Linked DNA regions of Arabidopsis thaliana: region 1 is linked to region 2. Evidence: chromatin contacts called from public ChIA-PET data. All regions are on one chromosome and are shown on one strand. Each heading gives the region's core, a stretch centred on a gene start, on an enhancer-like site or on the middle of the called end of the contact. The rest is flanking DNA. Distances are from core to core; before and after follow the strand shown. Region 1 holds the start of FATB (fatty acyl-ACP thioesterases B). Region 2 holds the start of PSAO (photosystem I subunit O).

What was found. ChIA-PET counts read pairs in DNA pulled down with a chosen protein or histone mark.
Region 1: an H3K4me3 ChIA-PET map of shoot shows a contact between it and region 2, with 11 read pairs. The contact joins the promoter of FATB here to the promoter of PSAO in region 2. A contact is called at or near these places in 3 of 26 Hi-C or Micro-C datasets (leaf, root and seedling) and 1 of 2 datasets of contacts at active chromatin or transcription factors (shoot).

Annotation. Positions count from the first base shown.
Region 1 is chr1:2,691,229-2,698,876 of TAIR10.1, reverse strand. It overlaps FATB (fatty acyl-ACP thioesterases B), which reads left to right and starts at 4,330. Exons shown (of 6, transcript NM_100724.3): 1 at 4,330-4,820; 2 at 5,441-5,965; 3 at 6,047-6,180; 4 at 6,408-6,521; 5 at 6,749-6,920; 6 at 7,011-7,648. The coding sequence starts at 5,468. The coding sequence ends at 7,331. It overlaps ALB1 (ALBINA 1), which reads right to left and starts at 2,496. Exons shown (of 15, transcript NM_100725.4): 1 at 2,067-2,496; 2 at 1,684-1,862; 3 at 1,510-1,594; 4 at 1,108-1,424; 5 at 882-1,005; 6 at 674-766; 7 at 155-250. The coding sequence starts at 2,339.
Region 2 is chr1:2,639,476-2,647,340 of TAIR10.1, reverse strand. It overlaps PSAO (photosystem I subunit O), which reads left to right and starts at 5,407. Exons shown (of 3, transcript NM_100711.4): 1 at 5,407-5,680; 2 at 5,777-5,849; 3 at 6,067-6,538. The coding sequence starts at 5,602. The coding sequence ends at 6,337. AT1G08390 (recQ-mediated instability-like protein) reads right to left here and starts at 5,269. Exons shown (of 3, transcript NM_100712.5): 1 at 5,002-5,269; 2 at 4,742-4,921; 3 at 4,056-4,351. The coding sequence starts at 5,121. The coding sequence ends at 4,238. AT1G08400 (RINT-1 / TIP-1 family) reads left to right here and starts at 1,293. Exons shown (of 4, transcript NM_100713.3): 1 at 1,293-1,630; 2 at 1,713-1,802; 3 at 1,875-1,963; 4 at 2,053-4,322. The coding sequence starts at 1,336. The coding sequence ends at 3,993. It overlaps DCP1 (decapping 1), which reads right to left. Exons shown (of 8, transcript NM_100710.4): 6 at 7,766-7,865; 7 at 7,096-7,575; 8 at 6,678-7,030. The coding sequence ends at 6,974. It also overlaps AT1G08410.

The sequences.
Region 1 (7,648 bases), core at 3,081-5,580, 53 kb before region 2:
AATCAAAAATTTCTATTAAGATGTTCAATTATAGACAAAGACAATACAAGGAAAGTGAAAGTAAACGTAGGATGACTAATTCTATAAGTTTATGACTTGCTTGATCGTTCTGGGAAAGAAAACAAAAATGAATGAGCTAGAGAAGAGTACTTACGGCCTTTCTGAGGTCATCGATTGTGACTTTTTCTCGTCCTTCAATTGCAGCTAAACACTTCGCCACACGAGCTGCATACAATTCGGCGCGGTGTCCCTGTATCATAAATTTGTTATTTGGGAAAGGAGTATTAAACGATTCCAGGTAATCATCGACAAAAGATACGCCATGAGAAGTAACTACCAAGTAAACCAAACGCAGAAATATAACTATAGTGATATGATCATAACTTGGTGAAATATTACAATCAACAGCGCAACAAAAGCATTTGATGCCAGGCCCTTCTTTTTCCAGCGTTGTTTCTAAATCAAAACAACTCTATCTAGATGTATCTTTCTGCCTGTGGTGAGCCATTTCTTGAGCCCTATACTAGTTGAAGTCTATAATCGTGACATTATGTTGCATCATTGCATGCATCTTGTCCTTTCTTTTCGTGTTTATCCTTTTTCTTCCAGGAATATGTTACTAAGTGTATTTCTTCCATTAACAAAAAATTACTTCAGAATTTTTGCTCAATACCTGGACACCACCTCGGACAGCTTCCAAAACCAGATACTTCAATTGCTCTCTACTTATCTTGACATCTTTCAAATATTCTCTAGCCAATATAATCTAAAGTCAGAGAAAATGCACTGGATTATGATCGAGAAAAGTGGGATGAGAAGCATAGCATCCCATCAAATTTTTACTAATGAGGCCCTTTTTTTCTTAATTCATTTGAAGATACCTGCGTCTTTGCTGTTTCTGTCTCTTCATTTACCATTCTAAAAACCTCATTACAGCGTTCCTGAAACTGTGTGGCAATTCCAACTGCTGCGACACGATCTTCAAAACTCATAGGTAGGTCTGCACTGCAAAGGTTAACATCGTGATGTAAAAAGAGAAAGAAATGGGAATTACCCAAAAGAAACAGGCAATATTTATCACACTTGATTTATAAACTCCAGTAGTACCTTAAATTAATGGCAACACGGTCTAGCAAGTGCTCTCGAACAGCACCTTCTTCAGGGTTATAGGTTGCAATTAAAAGTGGTTTGCACGGGTGCCTAAAGCTGATTCCTTCTCTTTCAACTATATTAACACCATCCGTCAATACATTGAGAAGCAAATTACTAATTCCCTCATCTAAGAGATTTATTTCATCAACATACAACACTCCTCTATGGGCTTCAGCCAAAAGACCAGGTTGGAAAACAGTTGTCCCCCTTTTCACAGACTCCTCAACATCAACAGACCCAATGAGTCTGTCTTCTGTAACTCCTAGTGGAATCTGTGTGACATAAACGACAGGAAAACCTAAGTAAAAAGAAAAACAATTTCAGAAAAATTGTAATGCCTCCTAAAACTAAATGTACCTGAATGAAAGGAGATTTGACAATCTCAGTCTTAATGGTATTGTCAGCATTGTACTCTATGCGCTCATCTAAGTCATCTTCCCACCTACATATATCACAAAAGGTACAAGCCAACAGTGTAAGAATTAAAAGAAGAAGAAAAGCAATTTCTTTCTCAGATTGTAAGAATCTTACTCATCTGGACAAGCTGGGTCAGCATTTGATATTGAGCCTACAACAACTTCAATAGGAGGGAGGATTTCATGAAGCCCTCGCGCCATGACTGTTTTTGCAGTGCCTCTACGACCTGAAATGGCAATCCCTCCGATTTCACGATCAACCGCGCCAAGTAAAAGAGCAGTTTTTATGCCTTCCTACAAACAACATTTAGTTAAAGCAAACAAATTACATCCTCTGTGAGGCTTTCGGCATCTAACAAGTTGAACAAACAAATGTAAAAGTCCCATAACACACAGTTCACTGATGAAAAACTGAAGCTTTTTCCTATACCCAACTCCAACTAAATCAAATTGAGTAGAATTATGCAACCTGCAGAATCAAATTGCAAATTCTCTGACCTGGCCAACAACTGCGGCCAAAGGGAAAAACTGTCGGCCATAGGAGGTGGTATCCGTCTCCGTATCCGTATCTGATGTGGAGGCAGGGACACCGTTAGGGGATTCGACGGTAGCATTCGCGGAGGCACGTACAGTGAAGCGGCACGAGGCAATTCTGTTTCGTTTGGGGAGGGAGAGAAACAGAGGCTTAGGTAAGAGATCAGGGAGGAGATTGCAGCGAAAGAGTCTGCAGGTTGAAACTGGAGATGATGACGCGACCGGAGTCATCGCCATTTTCAAAGATAGGAGAAGAAGAAGAAGAAGAAGAAGAAGTTAAGAGATAGTATTTTCTACTGTATCAAACCTTATCAGCTTACTTTTGCTTCTCTATCTTTTGTCTCGTCATCCTTTCCTGATTGCAGCACTATCCACATTAAGATTTCAATAAAATGTCTCAAAATTTATTAGTATGAATTTCTAATATGATATTTATTGTTTTATAAATTTATTAATTAACCTAGAAAAATAATTAAAGAAGTTTTTCTTATTAATTGGAGAGTTACGTTTTTATTCAATTTATATCTTTTAGGAACAAATAGATAGCGAAGGATTAAATTTTGCATAATAAATCATGAAATCTCAAGGTTTAATTAAGTCAAGAGTATGGGAAATGCGAATTCAATCGCTTGGATGTAGTAAACAAGTGGTAACTAATATAGACCACAAACATTATTAGCTTTGACTATAAAATTGATCCTCAAGGTGAAAAGTAGGCTAACTCCTATAAATCTCCAAGGCAACATCCTTAATTTTGAGAGTCATTCATAAGAAGAATTGTGTTCATAACTTTTTTTACTTGATCAGAAAATAAACTATGCAATAAGTAATAACTAGGTTTTCAAAAGGCATAATCATCTGTACTTCTTTGTATATGAAAAATAAATATGCAAATGCAACTAAAGGTTTTGAATCATCTTTTTTGTTTAATTAAGACTTTTTAATGTAAACCAAATTAAACACGATATATATTCAAAATGAAAACAGAATTATCAACGCTGCTGTTTCTCCTGACTTAATTCTTGACTCGTCTCCAAGCAAATTAAAGCGTCCAAATGAGAGATTTAATAATAATCAAAGATAAGTAATATCATCAATGACGAAATAGTCAACATAAAATAAAGTTTATTGTGATCTAGTCGATGTCTACTGTACTTTCTCAATGGTTATACTATTATTGGTCCCAGGCTCCTCTTGTAGCGTATGCGAGGACTAATAGGCTGCTCTCATGGCTCATTTTAGAATTGTAAGTACGTTTCGCTTAAGTCTCCTTCTCCATATGGCTCTTCGGAAGTACTAGTAGATCACATGCTCTACAAAGTTTTATACCGTCTCCTTCAAGACGTATGCTAAGCATGCTTGTGCGAGTGTGCATCTCCCACACGTCTCTCGATCGTGGTAGTTATCTATGTCCCTAGTATATGTGTTGTCAAACTTTTATTGATCTACGCTTGCCATCATCTCATGCATGCATGTGTCTCACATTTATTATGATCGTCAAATTTAACCACGAATATGGAGCAAACAAGAGACGGATATGGTCCTTGTAAAGATTGGCAATCATAGTCAATTCCATGAACCTGGTCCTCAATAGCTTATCATATCTTCTTGTTAGCCTCTTATACGCTACCAAAATGATAGCTGAAGGCAAAATTGATCTCTCCAAACTGGTAATTATATATTGTGATGTTCTTGTTGGGAAGTGTATCTACCTACTCTCCTAAACATTTGGATTGGCTATATTGTTTCGATTTGAAAAAAATAACACGTTGCTTTTGTATAATAACATTATTTGTATAGATTACTTGGTACGTAAAATTTTGAAGAAGTTAATTTAAATTATGTTTTCGGTGGAATAAATATATAAATCCGAAGGCTGACTTTACACGTTCGACAAAGTTTTATGGTTAAACTAAAAAAATGAGAAAAAGCTAGAGTTAGGTTTAGTTTAAATGTAGTTTTCGTTAGTCTTAATAAATACAAGTAAGATAGAGATTGATGCACATGTACCTTGTTGTCTCTGCCCACTTATTATTACACAGCGTCGGTGCCAGTATTGACAACAAGCTTGCTCACACATTCGGATATGTGTCTTTTTCTCTCCAATTACAAATTTGATTGGTTCGATTTTTCAAAAAAAAATTTCCAAGTCCAAAGGAAATTTCCACGGAAGCGCAAATCAAGTTTTGCGTGCTAAATGAAATTCAAAGAAAATTTGTAGTCCATATGAATAAAAATTGAATAAATTTGCCTAATTAGGTTAACCAATCTTGTAACAAGAAAAGGGCAAAATGGGAAATATAGAAAATGAAATAAAAATGTGTCGTTGTTGTTTTGAAACTATGGAGAAGAAGAGGAGAGGCAATTATATAAAAACCGACTCTCATATCCACATATATCTCTCTCTCACCCACCTTATAGAATTTTCTCGCCCTATTTTTCTCTCAACACCAAAAATTTGTATTTTTTTTTTACTATTGTTTACCCCAAAAAGTATTGAGAATCGCAAAAAAACTGAATTGTAAAAAATATTTGAGAAAGAGAAATACAAAAAAAAACAAAAAAAAAGTTTTAAAGAAAAGGCGAAGGAGAGATCGTGAGAGACAGAGAGGCTGCCGAAGAAAGGAGAATTTAGGGTTTGGAGACTTTTGTTGAAATTTGGCGTTACGTTTTTTTTGTATTTCCTCAACAAATTTCTCATCTGCTCTCTTCATATTGGTAAGATCTCTCTCTCTTTCATTTTTTTGTTTTTTTTGGGTTCTTCTTCTCTTTGTGTAATTTCTGAATCTCTTCGTCGCTGGTTCGGATTCTTCATCTGATTGATGTTTGATTGAAGAATGATGTTTGAATTACATTTTTTCTAATACAAGTTTTTGTTTTTCTTTTGCGTTTCTACGATCTGGTTTTACCGGCTTTAGCTTTTTCTCGCTTCTGTTCTTTGTTGTTTTGTATTTCAGATCTGGTGTTTTTTTTCTTACCTGCATCAAATTGGTTTCTACCAAAACTTCGGAAACCTCTTTTGGCAAATGTTGAATCTTTGAATACAATGACGATTTACATAATAGTCTCAGTGGCCGAACTGGATTATCTTACAATTTACGCAATAACAAAAAGTTTTTTTTTTTTTTTTTTTTTTGTGTGTGTGTGTGGTGTGTTGAAGATTTTTAGTGTTTGTTTACTTCGTTTATGGAAGTCCTTTTCCTCTTCTGCCATTTTTGTAGTTAACTACAAATTATACCTACTTTAGGAAGATCCTCCTGCTAGTAGCTAAAAGATGTAGCATTTATTTTATTATCACTCACTTGAGCTAACTTTTTTCGATCTTTATTTGGTGGCAGTGTCTTTGAACGCTTCATCTCCTCGTCATGGTGGCCACCTCTGCTACGTCGTCATTCTTTCCTGTACCATCTTCTTCACTTGATCCTAATGGAAAAGGCAATAAGATTGGGTCTACGAATCTTGCTGGACTCAATTCTGCACCTAACTCTGGTAGGATGAAGGTTAAACCAAACGCTCAGGCTCCACCTAAGATTAATGGGAAAAAGGTTGGTTTGCCTGGTTCTGTAGATATTGTAAGGACTGATACCGAGACCTCATCACACCCTGCGCCGAGAACTTTCATCAACCAGTTACCTGACTGGAGCATGCTTCTTGCTGCTATAACTACGATTTTCTTAGCGGCTGAGAAACAGTGGATGATGCTTGATTGGAAACCTAGGCGTTCTGACATGCTGGTGGATCCTTTTGGTATAGGGAGAATTGTTCAGGATGGCCTTGTGTTCCGTCAGAATTTTTCTATTAGGTCATATGAAATAGGTGCTGATCGCTCTGCATCTATAGAAACCGTCATGAATCATCTGCAGGTACCATTTGATTATGATTACGGTTACCTGTTGTCACTGGTTTAATTGATATGTATGAACAAGCTCTTATGCTCATGACAGGAAACGGCGCTTAATCATGTTAAGACTGCTGGATTGCTTGGAGATGGGTTTGGCTCTACACCTGAGATGTTTAAGAAGAACTTGATATGGGTTGTCACTCGTATGCAGGTTGTGGTTGATAAATATCCTACTTGGTAAGCTATCCTCTTGCATAAACCTGGTTCTGCAGGTTCATGCTCTCACTCTTTTTAACCAGGTTTGGGAAAAATGATGTGTATTTCGTTTTTTCAGTTGATACTGCTTTTACAGTACGAGATATATGCTCATATGACTAATGACTTCTTGCACCCTGAATTATATGCTCTGCATGCATATTATATTGCATCATAACTCATTTGCTTATTCAATATATGCCTCACAGGGGAGATGTTGTTGAAGTAGACACCTGGGTCAGTCAGTCTGGAAAGAATGGTATGCGTCGTGATTGGCTAGTTCGGGACTGTAATACTGGAGAAACCTTAACACGAGCATCAAGGTTAGATTTTCTTTTGGTATATTTATAAGTTATTCTCATTTTCTTCATCTGATCATTCATTGGTCTTTCTGATGAAGATACCTGATGTCTTTACTCTCTTTTTATAGTGTTTGCTCTATCATCAATTAAACAAAAAACTACACAAGTTTATGTAATGAATAATTAGGAATTTTTTGGTCTCATGGGTTAGCTATTTGACAGATGTATTGCAAAATATTATCTTGCAGTGTGTGGGTGATGATGAATAAACTGACAAGGAGATTGTCAAAGATTCCTGAAGAGGTTCGAGGGGAAATAGAGCCTTATTTTGTGAATTCTGATCCTGTCCTTGCCGAGGACAGCAGAAAGTTAACAAAAATTGATGACAAGACTGCTGACTATGTTCGATCTGGTCTCACTGTAAGTATCTAGTATTTACTGCTGTATGTTTCAACAAACCTTTGACCAGCTTGTAAGACTCTCTAATGGCTTGGTAATGAACATTTTCAGCCTCGATGGAGTGACCTAGATGTTAACCAGCATGTGAATAATGTAAAGTACATTGGGTGGATCCTGGAGAGTGCTCCAGTGGGAATAATGGAGAGGCAGAAGCTGAAAAGCATGACTCTGGAGTATCGGAGGGAATGCGGGAGAGACAGTGTGCTTCAGTCCCTCACTGCAGTTACGGGTTGCGATATCGGTAACCTGGCAACAGCGGGGGATGTGGAATGTCAGCATTTGCTCCGACTCCAGGATGGAGCGGAAGTGGTGAGAGGAAGAACAGAGTGGAGTAGTAAAACACCAACAACAACTTGGGGAACTGCACCGTAAGAAAAAGAAAACACAACAACAATGGCTCATTTGAATCCCCTTGTAACTATATCTGCTACTACCACCTTGCTTGCTTGCAACCACCACCACCACCACCACCATTTCATGTCCTCCTCCTCACAAAAGTTTCGGCCACCAACCCTTTGTATATTTCTTTTTTTGGTTCTTCTTCTTTTTTTATTCGATGGAGATTTATTATATTTATTTAATCTTTCTATTTATTTTTTTGCTTAATGGGAAATGGGTGTCGTGTATCATTACGAATTCTGATGTTATGTAACCCATGTGCCAGCGGAAGACAAAGGCATCAACTCTCT
Region 2 (7,865 bases), core at 4,158-6,657:
AAAGTTCCGGCTTTAGCAAACACTATCCTACATGAGATAAACTTATACACAGCACATTATACCAATAACAACAAAACTGAGATTTTCAGTTTCCACAACAAAACTGGGAAATGGATACAAGAATGAGATCTTCTCAGCTTATCCCATTTCGACCTTCTCAGTACGATACAAAGGTAGAATATTTGCTCAAAATACATGCATTTTATCAACTACAGCATCAGCTTTTACCATTTGAACAAAACTATGTGACAGAAGCTGCCTAAATTTTATCATCACCAACAAACAATTTGGTGACAGATATTGATTTGTTTATAACACACCGAAGAAGTAAAATTAAGATGGGGTAGAACAAAAAAAGCTAACCTCACAAGCATCCGGCGCCAATTTAGAAAAGCTTGTTTTTCATTAGCATCAAGTTCTTCCACTGACATTTCAGGTGTCCACGGAGGTCTGGAGATGAAGATAGACAAAAAAAAACGTTGTCTTAGAGCTATGATAGAAAGGAAGAATAAAGCTAAAGAGAATAAAAACCACATACCTTCGAGGTACTTGAAGACTACTGGCGTGTAAAGCCTCCTCTATCTTCTGTTGCTCTCTCCATTCTTCAGCTGCTATAACACTTGAGCTAGAATTTGTGTCTCTGTTTCACCAAAAACATTAGAGAAACAGCACACCATAAGAACATCAAGAGGACATGTAATTGTTCTTTAATCTCATTACCATATTAAATTTATACAAACAGAACCACAAATACCTAATCAATCAAAGGACAATAAAAAAGAGGAATTTAGAAGAAGAGAAGCATACAGATTGATAGACAAAGGTGTGGAGGAGCTGTGATTAATGGTGTAAAGACGCTCTGCCTCCTCAGCTTGCTCAATGATGGCGTCGATGTCACTGACCTCAGTCACAGATTCGAGAACTTTCTTCTGTAGATTCTTGTAGTACTTGCCTTTGTCTTTGGATTCTTGTATCATATGGTTGTGGTGCTTCACGAGTGATCGCCCCAACGACGTCTTTTCGCTCTTCCCCATCTCTCTGTTCTCAAGTAAACCCTAAAAGTCTCTAAACCCTTAAAAATGGATTCGCGGCGCGTTTGTTATGTTGCTTCAAAAGTGTTAGGGTAAAGAAAACGTCAGCCGCCGACTACACTCGCTGCACGGAGAAGCTAAATTTTTTTATCAAAGCGATTTTTTTTACTTTTTATTTTCTTCAAAGTAAATACTAATTTTTAGTTAAACTTAAGGGAAATTAAAAATCATAACATAACCCATCATTAGACTCAGAGGACACGAAGGCTTTAGAAAACAAAAGGAACAACCTTTTTCCCGGCAAATGCTTCCGATGGAACATCCACTTCCACTGTCGTTCGTCTTGCCAAACCCGGCCACCCTTCCCGGTCTCGCACTAGGCTTTATTGACGGTAATTTCGTAGACCTCCAAGATCTGCTCCTCCGCGCTTCGACTCTGACGTCCAATTTAAACCACGACTGTTCTGATCTAAACGACCGTCTTCTCCATCTCCGGACGGATCTCACGAAGCACGCCGTTTCCTGGATCTCAACCTCACTTTCCGCTAAAGTTTCACTCGAAGATTTGAGATTGAACCTGGAGAGCCTCCTCTGTCTCCGTAAGTTACCAAACCCTCGTGTTTTATTTTTGGTGACGTAAAGATATTGAGTTTTCTTATTGTCTCCAATTTTTCATTGTAGCTACGGATTCTGTCGGAAAGCAAACGAATTGGGAGTTACAGCAAGTCGTAGAGGAATTGTGTCGTATACAGAATCGGCGTAAATATTTCGGTGAGTTTGACTCGATTTTTGATTCTTGAACATTATCATCAAGAGCTAGCTAAGAAAGATTCAATTTTTCAGTGACTGCCTTAAAGTTGGAAAGTCTTGTTGGCGATCTTGAAGATTCTGTGTTTCATCCGATAAGTAAACGCAAAGGAAGTACGCTTCAAGTAAAGCTTTTTCAATCCACAAGTTAAGTACTATATGGAGTTGTGATTGGTAAATATGAAAGATTAAAACTTTTTATTTGTACGTGCAGGATCTTGCATTGAAGCAAGAGAGATTCAGTCATGCTATTAAGACCATGAATGAGATTGAAGAAATACTTGGTGATGTTACAAGGCATCACTCACGGTGGCGTCGCCTTGTAGATTCTGTTGATAGTAGAGTAGATAAAAGTCTGTCTGTTCTTCGTCCACAGATTATCGCAGATCACCGAGCTTTTCTCTCATCTCTTGGCTGGCCACCAAAACTTGCAACATCCAAAGTCGAGCATGGAGAGGTTGATAGTATCCCTAATCCTCTACTCTTGATGCAAGGAGATAAAAAAGAGTCTTATTCCCAAAGCTTTCTACTCCTCTGTGGTTTACAGCAACATAATACGCAGAAGGAAAAACGAAAGAAGCTTAATATGACCAAAGAAACTGATAATGATGGACTTTGGGCGACCGATGAACTAGTTAAACCGGTTGCATCTCGGATGGAGTATCATTTTCTAAAATGGGCTGAGCAACCTGAGTTTATTTTTGAACTTGTCTATAAAGTTACAAGAGACTTTGCTGATGGGGTTGACGATTTCTTACAGCCTTTGATTGATAGGGCTATGTTAGTAAGCTGTAGTGCTAAAGAAGCTTGGGTTTCAGCGATGGTCCAAATGCTATCTGGTTTCTTAGAGAAAAAAGTTTTTCCTGGGCTTATAGATATGTACAAGGAGAAGCACATGAAATCTGAAGGTATTTCATCGTGGTTCCATCTTGTCGATCAGATGGTTACATTTGATAAGCGAATGCAGTCTTTTGTGAATACAGATACTTGTCTATCTTATGAAGGCTCTTCGACAGCGTTTTCTCAAGGTATATCAGTAATGGGACTGTTTTGTAAGAAACCTGAGTGGCTCAAAACCTGGGGGAAGATTGAGCTAAAGGATGCTTATAGAAAAAGTAAAGAGGATATTAAGAATGAGAAAGCTTGGGTAATTGATAGTGAAAGAACTAGACTTGGTAATGAATCCAACTCACAGTCTGCAAAGTATGTTCTATCTACAAGAGAAGATTATAAAGCGCCATTAGTAGCAGACTCTTTTCTTAATAGGACTTGGAGGTTGATAGACCATGGTCTATCTCTACCGGCCATTCTACCAAGGATCCAATTTATAAGAGCTACTGCCACCAGATTTCTCTGGTGTATATTCAAAATTCTGTTATTGGAGTTCAAAAAGACTGATCTCTCTCATTATGGTTTGTCTGAAGATACACTGATACAAGCATGTGGACCGGTTAATGCTGCTCGGTATCTTGAATCAAAACTACGAGAATGGAGTGATGATTTGGTTTTTGTAGAGATGTGGGCTGCCGAAACCAGTGTCAAAGTTGATAGAAAACCTGAAGTTTCCTGCCAAGGCTGCTTTTTTGGGGAAGAACTGAAAAGCCTTGTTGAGTTGGAAACCAATTGGCTTATGGAGATTATAACAGTTTTTCTCCACCAATTTGACAATCTTTGCAGCGACCACTTCCACAACAATGCAGTTTCATGGGACGAAGACGTCATTACCAGCTCCAGCAATTTAACAGTGTCTCAGGGTGTCGCAGAAGCATTGGACAATTTAAGAAGGCATCTGTGTGTTCTTCATCTAAACATGAACCCGAAAGACTTCTTGGACTTGTGGAGAAATCTCGCGGAAGGGCTTGACCATTATGTTTCTCGTAAATTTTTCTCAGGAGAACCTGTTTTACGGAGACAAAAGTTTGATAGGTTTGAAGTTGACGCAGAGGCACTTCTTACTGTGCTTAAACCTTATTGTGTTCGTCCTGGTGCATTTTTCCCTCGTGTGCGAGAGATTCTTAGGCTGTTGAGGATGCATGAGGAAGAAAAGGCACGATTGAGAGGAGCTCTAAGTCGAAGTGGAAATACTTGTCTAAAGTTGTTTGGTATTTCTAACTTGTCTCCTCAACTTGTGGAACAATTTTGTAGGTCTTACTAGTAATGAATGCCTTTTTGTAAAATTGTATCAGTATTTGAGTCCATGATCAAGAAGATGAGAAGTGCAGCAGAAATTGGATAAATTGAAAACTAGCAATGGTGTGTTAAAAATGATACAACCTTGCTTTTGATTCCGTAGAAGTACATACCCATGACTCTAAAGATCATCTTCAATAAACAAAAAAAGGATTAATCTGGTCTGGTGAAACTAAAAGAAGAATAGATAAGTTAAGTGAAGTGAAGAATCAAGAGAACTCTTGGATCAAGGGCTCATAGAAGAGTCTGTATGCGTCCATGACTTCTAAATACCACATGGCTTCACGATCTGGGCTCACCGACAGGTCAACCATCTTATGAACCTGGTTTCAGTTTAAAACAACAATGACAAGTTTCAGTAATCAAAGCATTGCATGTAAATGCAGATGATACTTTGACTCGAACATCACAAGAGAAGATGAATCTTAATCACTAGTGATTACAAGCATCTTCATGCCACACCTAGATATATCATCACAAGATTTTTACTAACACATTCAAACTCAAAACCTCTTATGGAACTTAAGCTCCTTAGTCACCTAAGCTTGTGTCAGCCTGATCTAGTGATCATAACATCTAACATTCTCACTTAACTCTTTAATGTGCCAATTGGCATAATAAACCAATTTGACTAGTCTGCAACTCTAGCGAAACTAAAATCACATTGGAGTGATCCAATGTGCATATCAAAGACCTAAAGTTTTCAAATTAACCTTAAGTAGAGGTATCTGCCCAGTACGGACTTGGTAGACACCAACAACCATCACGTACATTCCTGATTTCCATTGACGGAGGGCAAAATCGTTGGTGAGACCGAGCTCCAAAAGACCGGTTCCGTCATCAAGTACCAGACAATTATCGCCGCCTCCACCGGAGAAGGGGACCAAAACGCCCTGCAACGCAAGACTTGAAGTCATCGAAACAGGAATTAACAATTTAGCTATAGACAATGAGAGGATGATAGATTGGGAACCTGTAACCAAGCACGTTGAAAAAGTACACCGCCTAGGGAGGCGGCGTTCTGAGAAGGCGTCGGTTTAGCGTCCCGGAGCTGAGAACAAAGCATCTTCACCGCCGCTAAGCTGTAGTCCATTTTACCCGCCGATCCGACTCGGCTGATCAATTTCACAAATGCCTTTACCTCATCGATTACCGGATTAAACCGAACCGAACAAATGGTATCGGTACAGTAATTTGATTTTGATTTTTGGCAGATATTGGGAGAGGGAATATTGTGTTTGAAAAAAAAAAAATGGAATTCATGGTGTTTTGGCTTTTTGACTAATTAAAATCATTAACATGCAAACTAAAAGATGTAAAAATCTTTATAAAATACAAACAAAAAAAATAAACAAATTTTGAGACAAAAAATAAATCTGGAATCAATCTTATCCAAGAAATAGACCCACAATATCAAAGAAAATAATGAGGTGTCACAAAGCTATTGATTGATAACACATCCTCGAAATCTCTCTCTTTGTCCACAGAATAAAAATCTATTTCTTGTGTTTGTGTTGTATTTACTTAAAAAAATAAAGGAGATCAGTTTGGGAGAAAGCAGCAAAGAAGAAAAATGGCAGCAACATTTGCAACACCATCGACGGTGATAGGCCTCGGAGGATCATCCATCACCACCAAACCCTTCTCTTCATGTACTCTTTTTCTCTCTTTCTCTTTTCGAATAATTTCAATCAAACATATATATGCATATGATAATCTTGATTTGTGATTTCTCGTATGTTTTTTAGCCTTTTTAAAACCAACATTAAGCGCCAAGAACCCTTTGAGACTCGCCGGTGCATCGGGAGGAAGAGTCACTTGGTAGGTTACTCTTTATTTTCTTCTCATAGTAATAACAAAGATATCACATTTTATGAAAATGCTTAAAACTCCAGAAGTATCACTAGTTATGTTACTTAAGATATAGGAATGAGTCCTAACTGATCTTAGGAACTTAATAAAGCTTGTTTTAATTTTGAGGTGCTTTTTAGGGTATTTTCTAATAAATTTATTTGTTTGTGTCAAAAATGAATTAAAGCTTTGAGAGGAACTGGTTGAGGAGAGATTTGAACGTGGTAGGATTTGGGCTGATCGGATGGCTAGCTCCGTCGAGCATTCCAGCGATAAATGGGAAGAGCCTGACGGGTCTCTTCTTCGATAGCATCGGAACTGAGCTCGCTCACTTCCCGACTCCTCCAGCTCTCACTTCACAGTTCTGGTTGTGGTTGGTTACGTGGCACTTAGGCCTCTTCCTCTGCCTCACTTTCGGACAAATCGGATTCAAGGGCAGGACTGAAGATTACTTCTAAGGATAACTATTCTTGTTTTCGTTTGTACTATATGCTCTCTCTTGGTTATGTGTAATATTATCAATCAAAACAAAGCTTTCTTTGCTATTTGATGTTTCATTCTATATCTCGACAAGTCTTTCTTATATGATCTTGATTTTAAGAATGTCTGTCAGTCTAACTAAAGTATTAAATGTTAAAAGCGTTTCTCGAGGGAAAGCTCACAAAAGATTGGGATAATACTTCAAAACGAAACATCACAATACGTCTTTGACTTGAACCATACAAACAGTTTTTGTCTTGCAATCTCGAATCTTTTAAAAAATAGAAAAATTATCTCTCTTTCTTCTTACTCTTTCATGTTTTTTGTATTAATCTTGATGTGTATATGTTCCAATAAACTCTAAACATGCATGAAGATTTGTGAATCTAAAGTCTTTAACATGTCTTTCGACTACGAAACAAAAATTGATGAGGAAAGGTAAAAACTTGAAAGTAGATAAAATGAAAAAGTAATTCCAAGAGTTAAACAAAGGGGGCAGTGCAGTATCTTATAAGGTTCCAACAACACTTTCAGAGGGAACAAAACTACATTTTAACTACACATTCTAGATCAAACAGCCACTATCCCACACGTAGATGCTGACCAGCGCAGCTTCATTGTTGAAGTGCATTTTGTAAAGTTCGGGTAATCTTGTCAATGAATTCATCCTCCTGTCAAAAGCAACTCGTTAGGTTTGCACAGCAGCTCAAATAAAGTGATGTGGTAAAGGACGAACCTGCAACAGGGATAAAAGGGCTTCCTTCACTTTGTCTCTGCTGATAACCGGACCAGTGGGTGCAGGAGCGAGTGATGGTGGTGGAGTTGGGGGTGGGAAAGGCTGGAGCACCGGAGTACCATATGACCGCTGCTGGTGACTCGCATTATTAGGATTGAGAGGAGGAGCAGTGGGCATAGATACACCAGGAATGAGGTGTGGCTGTGCCATCATTCGTGGGGGGCCAAAGAAAGACGGCGTCACCAAATCTGTGTGAATGTTGGAGTTGCTGCTGATAACTTCAGGGTTGTTGTCAAAGAGAGTCATCAGAGGAGAGGAGGATTGTAGAGGCGGTGGTGATTGTATCTGTGGAGGTGCTGCTGCCGCTACAGGAGGAGCAATGGTGGGTTGGTGAGGCTGGTGAGGTTGGTGAGGAATCGCTGATGATTGGTAAGGTCCACTTGCTGACCCACTCGCAGTGTTCCCAAGATTCATCGTTGACTGTCAACAATTTAGATAAATTCAGTGTTACAATTTGAGGAGTCTAAGTTGGACCATATACTACGCTGAAGATAATTCAAGAACCTAGAAGGCTAGAACTAATAGAAAGCCCTCCTGCCATTAGTCGTATAAGATGCTGTCATGGTGAAGATGATAGTGTGAGTGTGTAACAGAAGCTTTAGAAACTTACGCTAAAGAAGTTGACAAAAGCAGGATCATCAGGGGCATCCCTAGCAGTTGATGATGGTTCAAGAGGACCATCCATAACTGCCATTGTAGGCTTAGCTTCC